Linked DNA regions of Triticum aestivum: region 2 is linked to region 1. A link is a contact called in public Hi-C data. All regions are on one chromosome and are shown on one strand. The core of a region is the stretch at or near the end of the contact, and the rest is flanking DNA. Distances in the headings are between cores, read along the strand shown.

Region 1 (7,470 bases), core at 2,161-4,660:
GTCCCTTTCCCTCCTTTTCAGATGCAAAATACCATGGTGACTGCACGTTTATCATGTATGGGGTTCATCTTTTATCATGCTAATTACATAGAAGTTACCGGGGTATATTTTTGGTCAAATATTACCGTGGCGTTTGTACTTAAGTTATTAGGTATGCGGTTCGTATATTACATGCTATTTAGATACAAGTTTTCGTGGTATATTTTTCAACAACTCCTTCCCCCCTCCCCATAGTAAAAAATGTTACCACAATGGTTGTACTTAAGTTATCAGGTATGGATTTGGTTTATTACCATATAGTTTACATAGAAATTATCAAGGGTATGTTTTTCAACAACTTTTCTCCCTTGGTCAAATTTACTGTGGCGTTTGTACGTAAGTTATCAGGTATACAATTCATATTTTACCGTGCTATTTTCGTACAAGTTACCGGGGGTATGGCTTTCAACAACTTTCCCCCCTTTGGTGAAATTTACCTAGGTGTTTGTATGTAAGTTATTGTCCATGTTAACAAGGGTATGTTTTTCAAATAACTTTGTTCGTTTGGTATCCAGTGGCATCTTGAACACCTGCCTGTCGAGCGCTGAATTTGTTTGAGCCGCGTCCAGACATGGGTACGATGGTGCCATTCCAGCAACAATGCTCAACTTCCCCATCTGGATATCATTGTACTTGAACAGCCGTGTCCAGACTTGGGCAAGATGGTTCATCCACGGCCGCTCGCGAGCCCTCTACCACTTCCGTCGTCAACCTTCCGCCGTCTCGAACCCTTCTCGGCGCATGTGGATGCGACCACCCTCGATCACCTCCGTCGCGTCACGAGGGCGCGGATCCGGACCTACCGCAGTGGCCGTGGTGGATCTAGCCGCCGACTGACCTGGATGCTCGATTTGGGGCCTCAGATAGGATGATGGGGTGAGGGAAGGGGAGGTGGAGATGCTAGGGGTAGCGGCGGAGGACGGCGCAAGACGGTGAGGTCGCCGGCGTAAGCGATAGCTGTTGGTTTGGGGTTGGGGAGTAAATCGAAAGAGAGGATGAAGAAAGTGTGTGGTTGGGTTTCCCCCACGAATCGAGCGGGGATGGAGGAGGCAGTGAACATCGTTTTGGATCTAACGATCGGGATCAAAGGGCAGCCAGGTCATTCGGCAGTTTTGTCAAAACGATGTGGTGTGCCAGATAGATATTTTGTAGAAGTTATTAGGGGATATGTTTTTCAACAATTTTTTACCTTCTTGATTGAAGTTACCGTGATTTTTGTAGGTAACTTATCGGGTATACGGTTTATAAATTATCGTGTTATTTTCACATATGTTATCGAGTGGTTATATTTTTCAACAATTATTCACATCATTGGTTAAAGTTATCGGGGTATTTGTATGCAAGGTATTGGGTATGGGGGATATATATTACCATAGTATTTACACGTAAGTTAGCCAGGGCATGTATTTCAATAACTTTTTTCCCGTATCAAAAAGTTACCAAGGTGTTTGTATGTAAGTTATCGGGTATGTGGTGTTTATATTACCATATTATTTACACAAATTATCGGAGGCACGTTTTTAACAACACTTCATTGGGTCAAAGTTATCGATGTTTGTACATAATTTATCAAGTCTGTGAAGCATAAAATACTATGATATGAGCTTAAGTTAGAGAGGTTATTCCCTGCAAAAAAAAGTTAGCGAGGTTATGCTTTTCAGCAACTCTTTCCCGGAGACAGTGTTACCACCAGATTGGTGTGTAAGTTATCAGGTGTGTGTTACGTACGTTATCACACTATTTATCCAAAAAATGATGGCGGATATGTTTTCAGCAACTCTTTTTTCTGGGTCAAAATCGTCCAAAGTTATCAATGTCCGTACATAATTTATCAAGTCTATGAGGCATAAAACTACCATGATATACGCATAAGTTAGCGAGGTTATTCTCCGCAAAAATAAGTTAGCGAGTTATGCTTTTCAACAACTCTTTTCTCAAGTCAAAAGTTACCATGAAATTTGTGTGTAAGTTATCAGGTGTGTGTCTACGTATATTACCACACTATTTATACAAAAAAATGACGGTGGATATGTTTTCAACAACTCTTTTTTCTGGGATCAAAATTGTTACCACAGTAATTGTCAATAGTTTTTTTCTCGGGGCCAAAATGATCCTCATTACCTACTATTCTTTTTACCACCCACAAACTGCTCAACACCAGCATGGCAAAAAAAATCAGAGATACAAACAAATTGGGCAAAACTACGAATTGATCCCTGGTGGTCTAGGCTATGATTCATAGCACTAGCCACTTGGTAGTAGTTAGTTTCATGTTGTTGTATCGGCGCGAGGTTTTTTATAAGCAGACAGGCACCAGGCTTCACTTGGTCTGCAGCCATGGCTGCTGCTTGCGACGGAGCTTCACCCTGAATTACCAGGCTTCACCTTGGCATCTTGGGGGTGCGCGGGGCTGCGGATGAGCACATGCATGGTGCAGCGGGTTTGAAAAAAGTTCACTGATTTTTCAAAAAGTTCATCGAGTTTAGAAAAAGTTCACAGAGTTTGAAGAAAGTTCATCACAAGAAAAGTGCATCGAGTTTGAAAAAAGTTCGCCGATTTTTTAAAAAGTTCATTGAGTTTAGAAAAAGTTCATCAAAATTGAAGAAAAGTTCATCAAACTTGAAAATCTCATCGAATTTGAAAAAAGTTCAGCCATTTTGAAAAAGGATTATCGAATTTGCTAAGAAGCTTATCGATATTTAAGAAAAAAAATCATCGAACAAGGAAGAAGAAAAGGTAAAATATAAAAGTGGAAAGAAGAATAGAAGGAAAAGATGCAAGTGGCGGGATGGCTAGTGCGGGCTAGTTCGACGCAAGAGGTCGCCGGTTCGACTGTCAGCTCAGCCGCATTTTTTGTTCCCGCTGGGACACAGCAAAAACAGAAGGGAAAAAAGCTGATGGGCCGGCCCAGCGCGGAGAGTGGGGGTATGCGCCACTTTGCAAAAACGCCTATAACCGGCGCTAAAGGCGCCGAATATGGTTTGCCCGCAGATAAACTTTAGTTCTTAAACGTTTCGCATTGTAATCTTTCAGTTGGGCATAGTTGATCTTAGCCGGGTCTAATTTTTTGCGCCATAAATACATTTTTCACAGTGCCCTGCGTGTTCATGGGCCGGCCCACTAACGGGCTGCAGTGGGGGCCCGGATCCTCAACCGGCGCAAAAGGCCAATCAGACAACCCTCGAAAGAAAAGAAAAGAAAAAAGACCAGCTCAGAGAAGCCGAGCCTAACCAGTCTGGCGATAAGCCCAGCCAGCGTATGATCGAAACGCAACATCGGCAGCGTTTCTGACTCGGATGTGACGTACCACGCGCGCCCTAATAAAAAGACCAAGAGACCACACACGACCGTCCAACGCATCCCCTCTCTACCCCTCAAAAGATGGCCGGCTGGACCTCCATCCCGGCGGAGCTACTCGCGGAAATCTCCGGCCGCCTGCCAGGCGACGCGGACCGGATCCACATCCATCAGGTATGCTCCCACTGGCGCGCATCCACTTCCCGGCTGGCCGCCTGCCGTCCATGGATCATCGCCGGCCGCGAACCATGGAGCCTGGTTGGCCCGGTCGGCGAACACTCGTTTTGGCTACCGCTTGGCGGCCGACGGATCTACTTGGGCACGCCCACGCCGGCGGGCCTACCATATTGCTGCGGCACGCCCCTTGGCTGGCTTGCTCTCATGGACAACCTGCAATCCCCAACGCGGTTTGTCCTCTGGGAGCCCCTCTCTGAAGCTGAGATCTTTCTGCCCTGTTTGCCCGCCGTTGTCCAAGTCTTCCTCTCAGGAGACCCGCTCACCTCGCCTGACTGGATGGCGATCGCAAGCCAGAAGCTCTACAGCACTGGCACTTGCATGGGCCAGACGCTCTTCTTCTGGCGGCCTGGAGATGCCGCATGGACTATGCAGCTCGAGCGGCCAAACGGCAGAATCGATAGCGCAGCATTCCATCAGGGGAAATTCTACTTCACCGACATCGGGTGGACCCTTCACGTCTATGATCTTGACCGCTCCCCTCCCAAGCTTGTCCGGAGCACGTACCTTTACAGTGCTCTGCGAGAGCGCCATGGATTTCGACAGTTCCCTGGCGGTGGCAGGCCGACGTGGTATGTGGTCGCATTCAATGGCGAGTTGCTGCTTGTTGTGATGTACCGTGCGCCCAACATAAAGGCTGTCGAAGTTTACCGCCCGGATTGGGCAGCGGAGCGCCTGGAGCTGCGGGACAAGGTCACGGATCTCGGCGAGTACTCGCTCTTCTTGGGCCGCGGTGACGCGTTTGCCCTCTGTGCAAAGGACTTCACTATGATCAGGAGAAATTGTCTCTACTTTGTAGAGCACGATACAGTCAAGCATCAAGATTGGGCTATTGTGTTAGACTTGGGGTCAAATGTTTTTCAACAAATTCCATATCCCGGAGAGCAGATGGAGGGCACGGGCAGAAATAATCACTGGACGGCGTATTCGTGGTTCTGTCTCAGAAGACCCTTCTTGAAGGGTGAAGCCCAGTAAGGTGGTAGATCTTCACTGACCATCTTATTATATGAAAGTAACCGAATCAGTATTGGAGCAGCAACAGAGCTTCCCATGTTTGAATGATCTAAACACCACACCAACACCAACACGTATGTCTTGTCACTTCAGATTATTCCTCCCATGAATCCTTGTTGAATCATGGACTCCAACAGCCCAATTACTAACCCTTTGGCATGGAAGTGTTAAGAGCTGATTTATACTCCTAGATAGCACCATTGTTGTATCTCTATTTCTCTTGCTACTAATATAACTGTCATTATTCAGTCCGTTGGCAAGTTTGGTTCATTCTTTTTACTGGCAACACTAAGTGCCTTGTTCTGGTTGGACTAGCAGCTGTGTTATGGTCGGTCTGGAATTAATACTAGAAACAGAGCATGCTTCCAACATACTCACTCTGTCCCAAAAAGCTTGTCTTAGATTTGTCTAGATACGGATGTATCTACACACGTTTTGCGATAGCGAAACTAGCTGTATACAGATGTTCCTGTTGTATACAGATGTCTTAGTTTAGCTAATGGGCAACTAGCTAAACTTGTTACCTCGTATGTTATGCATGATTTTGGATACGATGAACTAGTGAGACTATGTATATAAAAAATTTGTGCATCTATATGCAAGCACTTGTCAATATTTGCCCTATGATTTTTTTGCGATACCGCGAGGCCTCCTTGCGGGACGGGTTTAGAGGATTTGTTTTGCGCAGAGGCCTCACACAATTTTTTTTACAGGGGGCCCACGAAATTTGCAGGACGCGGTTTTATTATTTATTTTTTAAGGGGAAAACATTGCCAATTTATTCATAGTTCATGGTCCTCTCGATCGTTACCTCCACCTCCGAGCGAATACACTCCGGAGGAACATGGTGTTGGTTGATCTGACGGCTAAACAAGCCAGTTAGATCTAATTCTCTAACAAAAAAAGGAACAGATAACGTTAAGTGAAGGGGGCCATGCACCAACGTACATGAGTCTCGATCGAACTAACGTGCCCTGGTCGGGGGCGCTGATGAGGATACAGACCCGGGGTAGGGTCATAGGCCTGAATTATACGTCCTATCCAAAGTCACTACCTTAGAAGATAAGAAGTCCAAGAGGGAACGAAGAACCCCCAGTCAAAGGTGTCGAGTGCAATCCACTCGACCAACCATATCACTCGGGTGCCCCTCCTACCTGTTGTCACTCGACCATGTGAGGAATCACTCGACCTACTGAAGGCCAGGAGTCACTCATCACTGCAACTGTCGGACATTCACTCCGTAGTCTTTAAGGTCATTAATAGCACTTATGACTGGCGTTATCAGTAACGCCCCTAATTTATGTACATTAAGCCCCTTGTAATGGAGGATGACTGGGGTCCTGACACACTATATAAGCCACCCCCTCCTCTGGGACAAGGGTTCGCACCCCCTGTAACATCACACACATATAATCCAGTCGACCGCCTCCGGGCACCGAGATGTAGGGCTATTACTTCCTCCGCGAAGGGCCTGAACTCGTAAATCCCGTGTGTACATCTTCACCATAGCTGAGATCTTGCCTCTCCATACCTACCCCCTTTCTACTATCAGTCTTAGAACCACGACAGTTGGCGCCCACCTTGGGGCAGGTGTCTTAGCGACTTATTGGCGAAGTTGCAATTTTTTCGATCCCCATCATCATGGTTTCCGGCGGTGGATTGGCTGAAGGCCGCGAGATCCGTCTCGGCGCGCTCGTTTTCATCGCCGATGATTCCGCTTCGCTTCAGGAAGCTCCCCTTGACGTCGAGGCGCTCCCTGTCCGAGGGGCGACGCACTTTCGCGCGTGCATACGGGGCGTCCTTCTCCGGCAGCCGTCGACCCAGTATCGGTCGGCTCTGATGATGTCTTCTCTCCCTGTTGTTCGCCGCCGCAAGCGATCCGGTCGGTCGCGGCTTCAGCGGTGGGTGAAACACGCGGTGGCTCGACATTCGGCCACCCATTAAGTCGCGGCAATCGAGCCCGACGAAACTCTCCACAGCATGTTCGATCTGGCGACTGGCTCCGTCGAGACCGCATCCGAGTGCGATAGCAGCAACCCTGTGGCTGAAGTCCTGATGGTCGACAGACCACGTAGTCCGCCTGGTTTCCGCCGTGAAGATGGCGGAGATGGTGGCGGCGATCCGTCGCGCGTCCACGAGGAGTACCATCCTGAACCCCTCTCTTCGCAGCAGAGGGAAGAACTTCGTTGCCGCAACATGGATGCACTCCACACGCCCATCGTTGGAGAAACCCCCGAGGCTCGGGCCTTGGAAGAGGTGCGCTTGGCTAATTTGGCTGAGCACACTCGACTGGAGAACCTCCAGCGCGCACTCGACGAGCGTGCTCGGGAACGGATCCCTGAGTCCAGTCGACGACAGCTTTTCCCACCTCCACCTAAGGTATACCGCACTCCGATTCAAAATCTCACAGCTGCGGCCTGAATAGCAGAGTCAATTCAACCTTCCCAGTCGGAGGCTGGCAGGGGCAGTAGGTGAACAGAACACAGCAATGTCTCAGTCACGGAATAGGATTCATAGCAGATCCGTGGTAGCAGATACTGTTCAGTCGGCCCACAGTCCAAGATCGCCCCTGCGGCGTGAAGGCCGTGGGCAGTATGATCACCGACTCGATCGCGACAATCATCTTCGAGTGCCCACACCTCCTCCGAGGAGTGCATCATATGTGCCTCAACAGTACGATGATAGACGCCTTCACAGTGGCGAGCGCAGAGCACCTGTCGACCCAAGAGATCCATGCTTTGATGCAAGATCTATCCTCATTCAAGGTCTAGTTGACCGGAACAGAGCGCATAGGGAAGACCTTGGCAGAGATCGTCCGACTGGCAGCAGAGTTCATGTTTCGGGTCCAGAGTGTTTCAGCAGAGCCATCAGGGCTGCAGTGATTCC
Region 2 (7,235 bases), core at 3,954-6,453, 230 kb after region 1:
TCTATATGAAGTGATCCAACTATTGTGGCATCAGTTTGAGGGGGAGCCCTCATTCATTTTTTTAGTAGTATTTGTGGTATCACTTTGAGGGGGAGCTCGCTCGCTACTTATTCTTATTATGGTTATTGAGCTCCACAACAAATACTTCCGATTACTATTATGAGTATGCATATGAGTTGTCATCAACTACCAAAAAGGGGGAGATTGAAAGTGTAATCATGCCCTTAATCATATTTTGATGTTGATGACAACACATATGCTCGGGACTAATCATGTTTATCAAGTATATCTCAGGATTATGTTCCAAAGACCATGTGCATGGATCATGACTCTGGACAAAAGCATATAACTCAAGAATGGAGATACAAGATGTTGACTTCATTTATGGTTTGTTCTTGAGTATAGGGATCCCGCACTATTAAGAGGGGATCGATGGATCTATGAAAAACTTGCTCAAAGTTGCTACCTTACCTTCGGACGTCCGGTGTTCTACGGACGTCCGGTCCTTCCTGATTGCCCGGACGTCCGGACACTTCCGGACGTCCGATACTTCCACAACAGAAACATTTTTACGGATGTCCGAAACCCTCCGGACGTCCGACACTTTCACATCAGAAGCATTCTTACGGATGTCCGGCCCAGCTCGGACGTCCGTATCCTGTACACTGGATTGTGGGTCACACTTTTCACAGCGGCCGGTCGTCCGATGACTGTCGGACGTCCGGACTCATTTGGGCCTCCGGACGTCCGACGTTCTATGGACGTCCGGCCATCCTGTACTCCAAACGGTCACTTTTTCCCACCACCTATATATACTCCCTTCCCTTCCACGGGATAGGGTTGACCATTCACTTTGAGCCCCCACAAGAACACTCCTCACTCTCTCTCTCATTCATCCACACTAAATCCTAGATTCCAAGTGTTCTAGGAGCTTTTTGAGAGAAGTTCTCCAATCAAGTGATAGATCCACTTCTTCCCTTTCTTTGCACCAAAGGAATTCGTGACTTGAGCAAGTTTTGAGCATTTCCCCATCGTTCTTGTTACTCTTGGAGGTTGGAGACTCCTAGGCGGTAGGAGTCATCCGGAGAGGAATCGACCTTTGTGATTACCCTCTGAAAAGTTTGTGAGGGTTTGGAGACCACCCCAAGGTCTACCACTGGTGGTTGAGAAACGCCTCCGTGGTGTTGTCTCAAAGAGAGAATAGGGTGAGCCTTCGTGGCATTGGTGTGCCTTCGTGGTAACATCCACCTCTCTAAACGGTGACGTAGCTTCCCTCCAAGGAAGTGAACATCGGCTTACATCCTCGTCTCTCGGAGTTGCGGTTATTCCTAACCCTATCTCTCTACTTGTGGTTACTTGTCTCTTAGCACTTACTTATCTCATCTTGTGCTTACTTACTCATATATTTGTGCCACTTGATTATCTTGCTTAGCTCATTAGTATCATACTTGCAATTGTTAGGCTCACTTTCGTTTTCCGCATTATTGCCTAAAATTGCTTAGTAATAATTAAAATTTGTAATTGTACCTATTCACCCCCCCCCTCTAGGTTCTCGATCCTTTCACCATCACCGATAGTCAACCCGTGATTAATAATAATGATCTAATTTAGGTTTTTTAGTACATATATTTAATATTTGAATTATGAACTTAGGCCGGAAATGTCGTACTCGGACGATGAAAACCGCCCGGGGGAGTGCGACTGGTGCCACGACAACCGAGGTATGTGCGACAGGTTCATTGAGCTAGACGAAGATCGGCGCTTCAGCATTAAGCTCGAGGAGACCTTCGATGTTCATACGGTACGCAACAACAACAATAGTTTTTTTCGTAATTAAGCACGACTTCAACTATTTTAACGTGTATTTTTCATCTTTTCCAATTCGACTAGCTTATCCCATGCTTTGCAAGACGCTATGTCTTGGAGATGATGGGTTTTGAAGACCATGAAAGTATGGAAACCAAAAAAATTATCCTAAGTACCCATCATGGTGTAGATTTTCAAGTAAAGCTGTACAATGCTCAGAGTGTAACCCATTTTGGTTGCAAAAACTGGGAAGCACTTTGCAAGATGTATGGTTTTGATAAGGGTATGCTTGTCACCATGGATCTTGGTGATCCTACAATCGCGCAAGAGAGACCTATGATTTTCGTCCTTGTGGATACACCTCCAATTCTTACCTCATGTGAGCTTAACATAGTTATTAAGTAATTTATATTGTTTATTTCAAAATAGTTGACAACTTATTCTTCATTGACAGCTTATTTTCATTCTTCAAAGAATATGCGGAAGATGGTAGACAGAACCTACTACACCGAAGGCTCCGAACTAACTTATCAGGAGAAAAATCATCTGGTCGCATTTTGTACTGATCTTGAGAATTACAATGTCTACAATCGAACTCCTCAACATTATGGTCAATACGTGCCACTAGTGCATGTGTTGAACTACGGTAACTACCATGGAGATACCCTGGTAAGATTTTTTACTATTACGACATCCGTGCATCTTTTTGCACACTTCTAAAACTAGTACATCATATCATTGCTAACTACGAAGTTATTACTATGTTTTTCAACAGATAATCCCGAATGATTGTGTGCATCATCTGATGTATACACACGGTAGCCTTCATGTTTTGAACATACAACCAGGTCTTCCTACGAATCTGAACTGTCCATACCGAGTTTCTAAAAGAAGTGGAGACATGACAATCAAAGAATGGAAAAAATGTATGGACAGTCGTAAGGAGCTTCTTGGAAGCAACATTCAGCGAAGGGCAAAAATTGGAGACAGGATGATCGCCATTCTTCATAATGGAGAGTCAGGGTCTATATTGTTTTATGTTATTTTACCTTAAGGGTGTTTAGGTCCTACCTGATACTGATGATCATGTGCTAAGAACAATTATGTAGGGTTGGGTTCGATGACTATGAGGATTATGATCGTATGACTTATTATTAATAACGAGTAGAAGTTGTATGATGATGCATGATTAGTAGGACGAGTACTTGTTATTATATATGCTGATGTATGCGAGCATGCATGAGTTATTATATCAGCGGGTAAAATGAACATACATAGCAGCAACGTTGGTAAACCAAGGACGAAGATATAAGAGAGAACACTTCTCTCTATTAGCTAGCTAATATAACAACCTAAAAATAACCCCCAAAACCCCTAAAGCAGCCACTTTCCAAAAAAAACATGGACTTTTGGTCCCAGTTGGTTCCACCAACCGGGACGAAAGGCCCCCTGACTGGGCTCGGCGCACAGGGCCACGTGGAGGCACATTGGTCCCACTTCGTGTTTGAACCGGGACTAATGTGTGGAGGTATTAGTAACGACCCATTAGTCCCGGTCCATGAACCGGGACTAAAGGCCCTTACGAACCGGGACTATTAGGTGTTTTTCTACTAGTGAGGTATCACAAGGATGATTCCTATGTATGCCCGCTACCAACGACCACACGCTACCTACGAGTATTTCTTCATGCATACTGGTACCACTCTGATCCACGCCCTTCTCCTGGTTTTTGTCAGTATATTTAAGGACATAAACCTCTGGTCAGTAACACTAATAATCACCTAATCTAAACAAGGACACTATAGAGACATATCTCTATAGACACAAAGACTATATACGTATCTCTTGACGCTCTAGGGTGAAAATTAATAAAACTGACAGTTTATATCTGATAGCGGCAACACATTGTCATCTAAAAAAAGAGAGACAGCAGACACGGATATATACAATTACGGGAAGGGCCTAGCTATATGCATGTAATGGGGTCGTCTCACCTGCTGCGCAGCGGCGCTCTCCTTCTCGAGCACCATGTAGCGCTGCTCCAGGCCCTGCGGTAGCACGGGCTTCACCAGGTGCTCCACGAGCAGCTTCACTGCCTCCTCCATCTTCTCCACCCTTCCTCATATGTCGGGGCACATACCACCCAGCCGATCTGAATGCTCTGTCTCCACCAATTTGAGCTCTAGGGTTTGGTGATAGCTAGGTGGTTGGCGTTGCGGTGGGCTGGGGGTTTTGTATGGAGATTGGAGATAGAGATCTAAAGAGGGAGGGAACACCGTCGAGGCTGAAAATGTAGAGCAGTGCTACAGATACGCTAACATTTTGCACGATTGCTGCACGATAGACCAGGGCCGGCCCTGAGATTTCGGGGGCCCGGGGCAAGGCAACATAGAGGGGCCCTAAAGCCACATAAACATGTGCATTTTTTTCTTCTATTTTAGCTGCAAATAAATTCTCAGTACCACAACAATTTATGGTGCCTTTTCTTTAGTATCAGAAAAACCAGAGTCATAAACATTGTCAATCGACACTTTTAGTAACATTTTTGTGCCTACTCAAATTTGTATCTTCCTATAATTTTCACAAGGTTGTTCTTCGACAACTAAAGCTAACTCATAATTTCTAGTAGTATAAATACTCTTTTTTTGAAGGGAATCAGCAGAGTACTTGTATCTATTCTAAAAAATGCCAATACCTCGCGTGGGACTCAATCATCTCACATGCATGATTATACTTCTCATTATCACATGGACACATTCTAGATACTAGCAATATTGCTAGTTAGCACACAAACATATGATACAAAAAATTAAGAGCACTGCAAATTGCATAAAAGTGATAACGAAAGGTATGAAACAAGGTACCTGGATGGCTAGAAAAAAAATAGAAATCGCAAGATTTTGCTGCTGCATACGATTGACGAACAAAAGTCCGAGTTTGTCGTTTCTAATCCCAGTCAATATACACGAAACTGGAATGTGAGAAAGAGACATGTACACGGATGATCTTCAGGAAACGAATGAAAGAGAAAATTTGCATTAAAGAGGGGATTGATGGAAATCTGGAAATCGCACTACCTCCTTCCAGTAATCACGCCCAACAGCCAAAAATCACAATTAGATGGATGGACGAGCCCCGTCATCCATGGCATGGTTGATTCGTTGCCAATTAGTATACGAGAAGACTGCATGGCGTGCGACAAGCCGACGATTAATCAATCAGTTCCATTTTTACCCTATGTGAGAATCAATATCAGGCACGTATATAGGGAAACCAATCCATCGGGGGCCCCTTCCAGCTCCGGGGCCCGGGGCGGCCGCCCCCTCTGCCCCCCTCAGGGCCGGCCCTGCGATAGACAAAAGCATCCGTTGGATAGCATTGTTTTACAAATCAGTGTTGTTTAAGAAAGGCATATGGTCCAAAAACCGTGATTGCACTGTTATGGGCGCGACGTGGAGAGATTGGCCGCTGCCATCCATCCTCGTGGAACCGGTGGATGGACCGATGGGGAAGTCTTGAAGACGACAGCTCTGCATCTCTGCATGTGGACAGATTGCGACAGGCTGGACCTTTTCTTTCCCTTAGGAATTGGTTTCCCTGGGCTATTGCACGCGGATGGGAGGATGGTTCGAGGCTCTTTTTTAACACGATACAGACCCAGCGGCTCATATATACACATATACAGTTAACCATATGAACGCATGCACGTACACCCTATTCATATGAGTACCTCTGATAGACTAAGCTAGCACATCATTTTGAGATTGCCGAAGTCATCACAGACACCTTGTTAGTCAATGACAACATCTACTCTCACTGAACACACATCGCCAAAAAGTCTGAAATAAATCCAGGAAAATACGAACAACAATGTCAAATCTAGGACTTGCACTCTAGTGCATGTACGGGATTTGCTCATGGTGATCTATTGGATGCAGAATTTGCAAAGCTTCAAGGCAAAGACTTTAATTACATCGTGCAATCTTATGAAATCACCGCGGGACGCAGTACCAAGAAAGAAAAGGTAGACTTCGATCTCAACGTTGTTGGCGGAGACAAGGATGTATTCGGCCGCCATGGATGCATCTTCTATGATATTATTTTTTTTGAAACGGAGGCAAAAGATTAGCCTCATCCATTAATTAAGCATAAGAGAATTGCCCGGTTAATCTATGGAAAACCGGGCGAAAACCGTCACAAACCGCTGAGCGGCACACCAAGATATCCTACGCACACCTTTACAAAGAGTGCCTTGTCAAGCTAGCACACAAGCGTCATCGTCATCACTTCTCCCCAAACAGGCGTCATCGCCATCTCTAATCCTCGAGCAAGCGACTTCGACTTCTCCGTGGACGAACGTCGAACCAACACTCACCGCAGAGGCTGAGTAGGAAAACATGAAGATCCATGCCAGAACTCAACCACCCGCATCGAGGGCTACGCAGCTCCGGCTCTGAAGCAAAGATCCCTATGCAAGACTGGGGTCGTGAAAGACCACCGAACGAACCACGTGCTGCATGTCATCGTTGCCACCGGGGCCCGCCGCCGCAGCTCCAACTTCACCACAACAACCAAACCGAGGTAATCCCAGGAACACGCCGAAGAAGAGCCGACTACCACTGCAATGTCTCCGACTTCACTTGCCCAATCGTCGTTGCCACAGAAGCCTCGGCGCCACACCAACGCATACCACCAACCTCCCAACACACCAGCTGGTCCCTCTGACCGGATTGAACTCCAAAATCGATGCCCTCGAGAGGGAAGCAACGCCAACACGCCGCCAACGACCGACCCTCTAGGTCTGGGGTTTCCCCCGGAGTTGTCCCTCGCAGAGGAAGAGAGAGCATCCTGTCGACGCCTTCAAGAAGGTTACGGCGTCCACATACACCACCGTCACAGGCTCCGGCCATGGCCAGAGACGTGTTTTCACCCAGCCCTCGTAATCCTCCGGTCGACAGCCAATCCGGCAGCCCACCTTCCCTCGCTGCATCTCCATCAGCAACCAAACTCCATCAGCAGGCACCAGAACCATCAGCGGCCGACCGGACCCATGACCGCCGGACGCAGCGAGCCACCATTCCATGCCGAGCACCCATGCCGGGAAGGAACAGATGAGCGTTGCCCGAGGCCAGAAACCACCACGGTTCCGAGCCACAGCCAAACATCAGGGGCACCGGCGAGCATCATGCACGCCGAGCACCTGCAGGGACCAGATATGTCGCAGCGGCCTACCTGCGCGCTCCGCCCGCACACCACCAGATCCGGGTGTGAGGGCCCCGGATCCGCCGCTCCCGCCGGAGGGGAGAAGCTCCAGCCCGCTGGCGTAGAGCTCGCGACGACCACGCGCCGGTGCCGCACGATCCAGCCACGGGCCGTCCGCACCCTGGAGAAGAAGCCCCGCCGCCGCCTCTGCCACACGGGCTTTGCCC

What was found. Hi-C and Micro-C count contacts between places; a contact is called where the count stands out from the background.
Region 2: a Hi-C map of leaf shows a contact between it and region 1, with 6 times the contacts expected there. The contact joins the enhancer-like site here to the promoter of LOC123116489 in region 1. A contact is called at or near these places in 3 of 5 Hi-C or Micro-C datasets (leaf and an unstated tissue).

The regions. Positions count from the first base shown.
Region 1 is chr5B:471,624,994-471,632,463 of IWGSC CS RefSeq v2.1, forward strand. LOC123116489 reads left to right here and starts at 3,411. Exons shown (of 1, transcript XM_044537441.1): 1 at 3,411-4,854. The coding sequence starts at 3,421. The coding sequence ends at 4,545.
Region 2 is chr5B:471,850,113-471,857,347 of IWGSC CS RefSeq v2.1, forward strand. No RefSeq gene overlaps it. Among protein-coding and RNA genes, the nearest start is that of LOC123112549, 12 kb to the right of the region's middle. Within about 2 kb of position 5,204, at least 3 of the 8 cell types and tissues checked have an H3K27ac peak or open chromatin away from gene starts, as enhancers often do. A contact at or near this core is called in leaf, where this site is marked.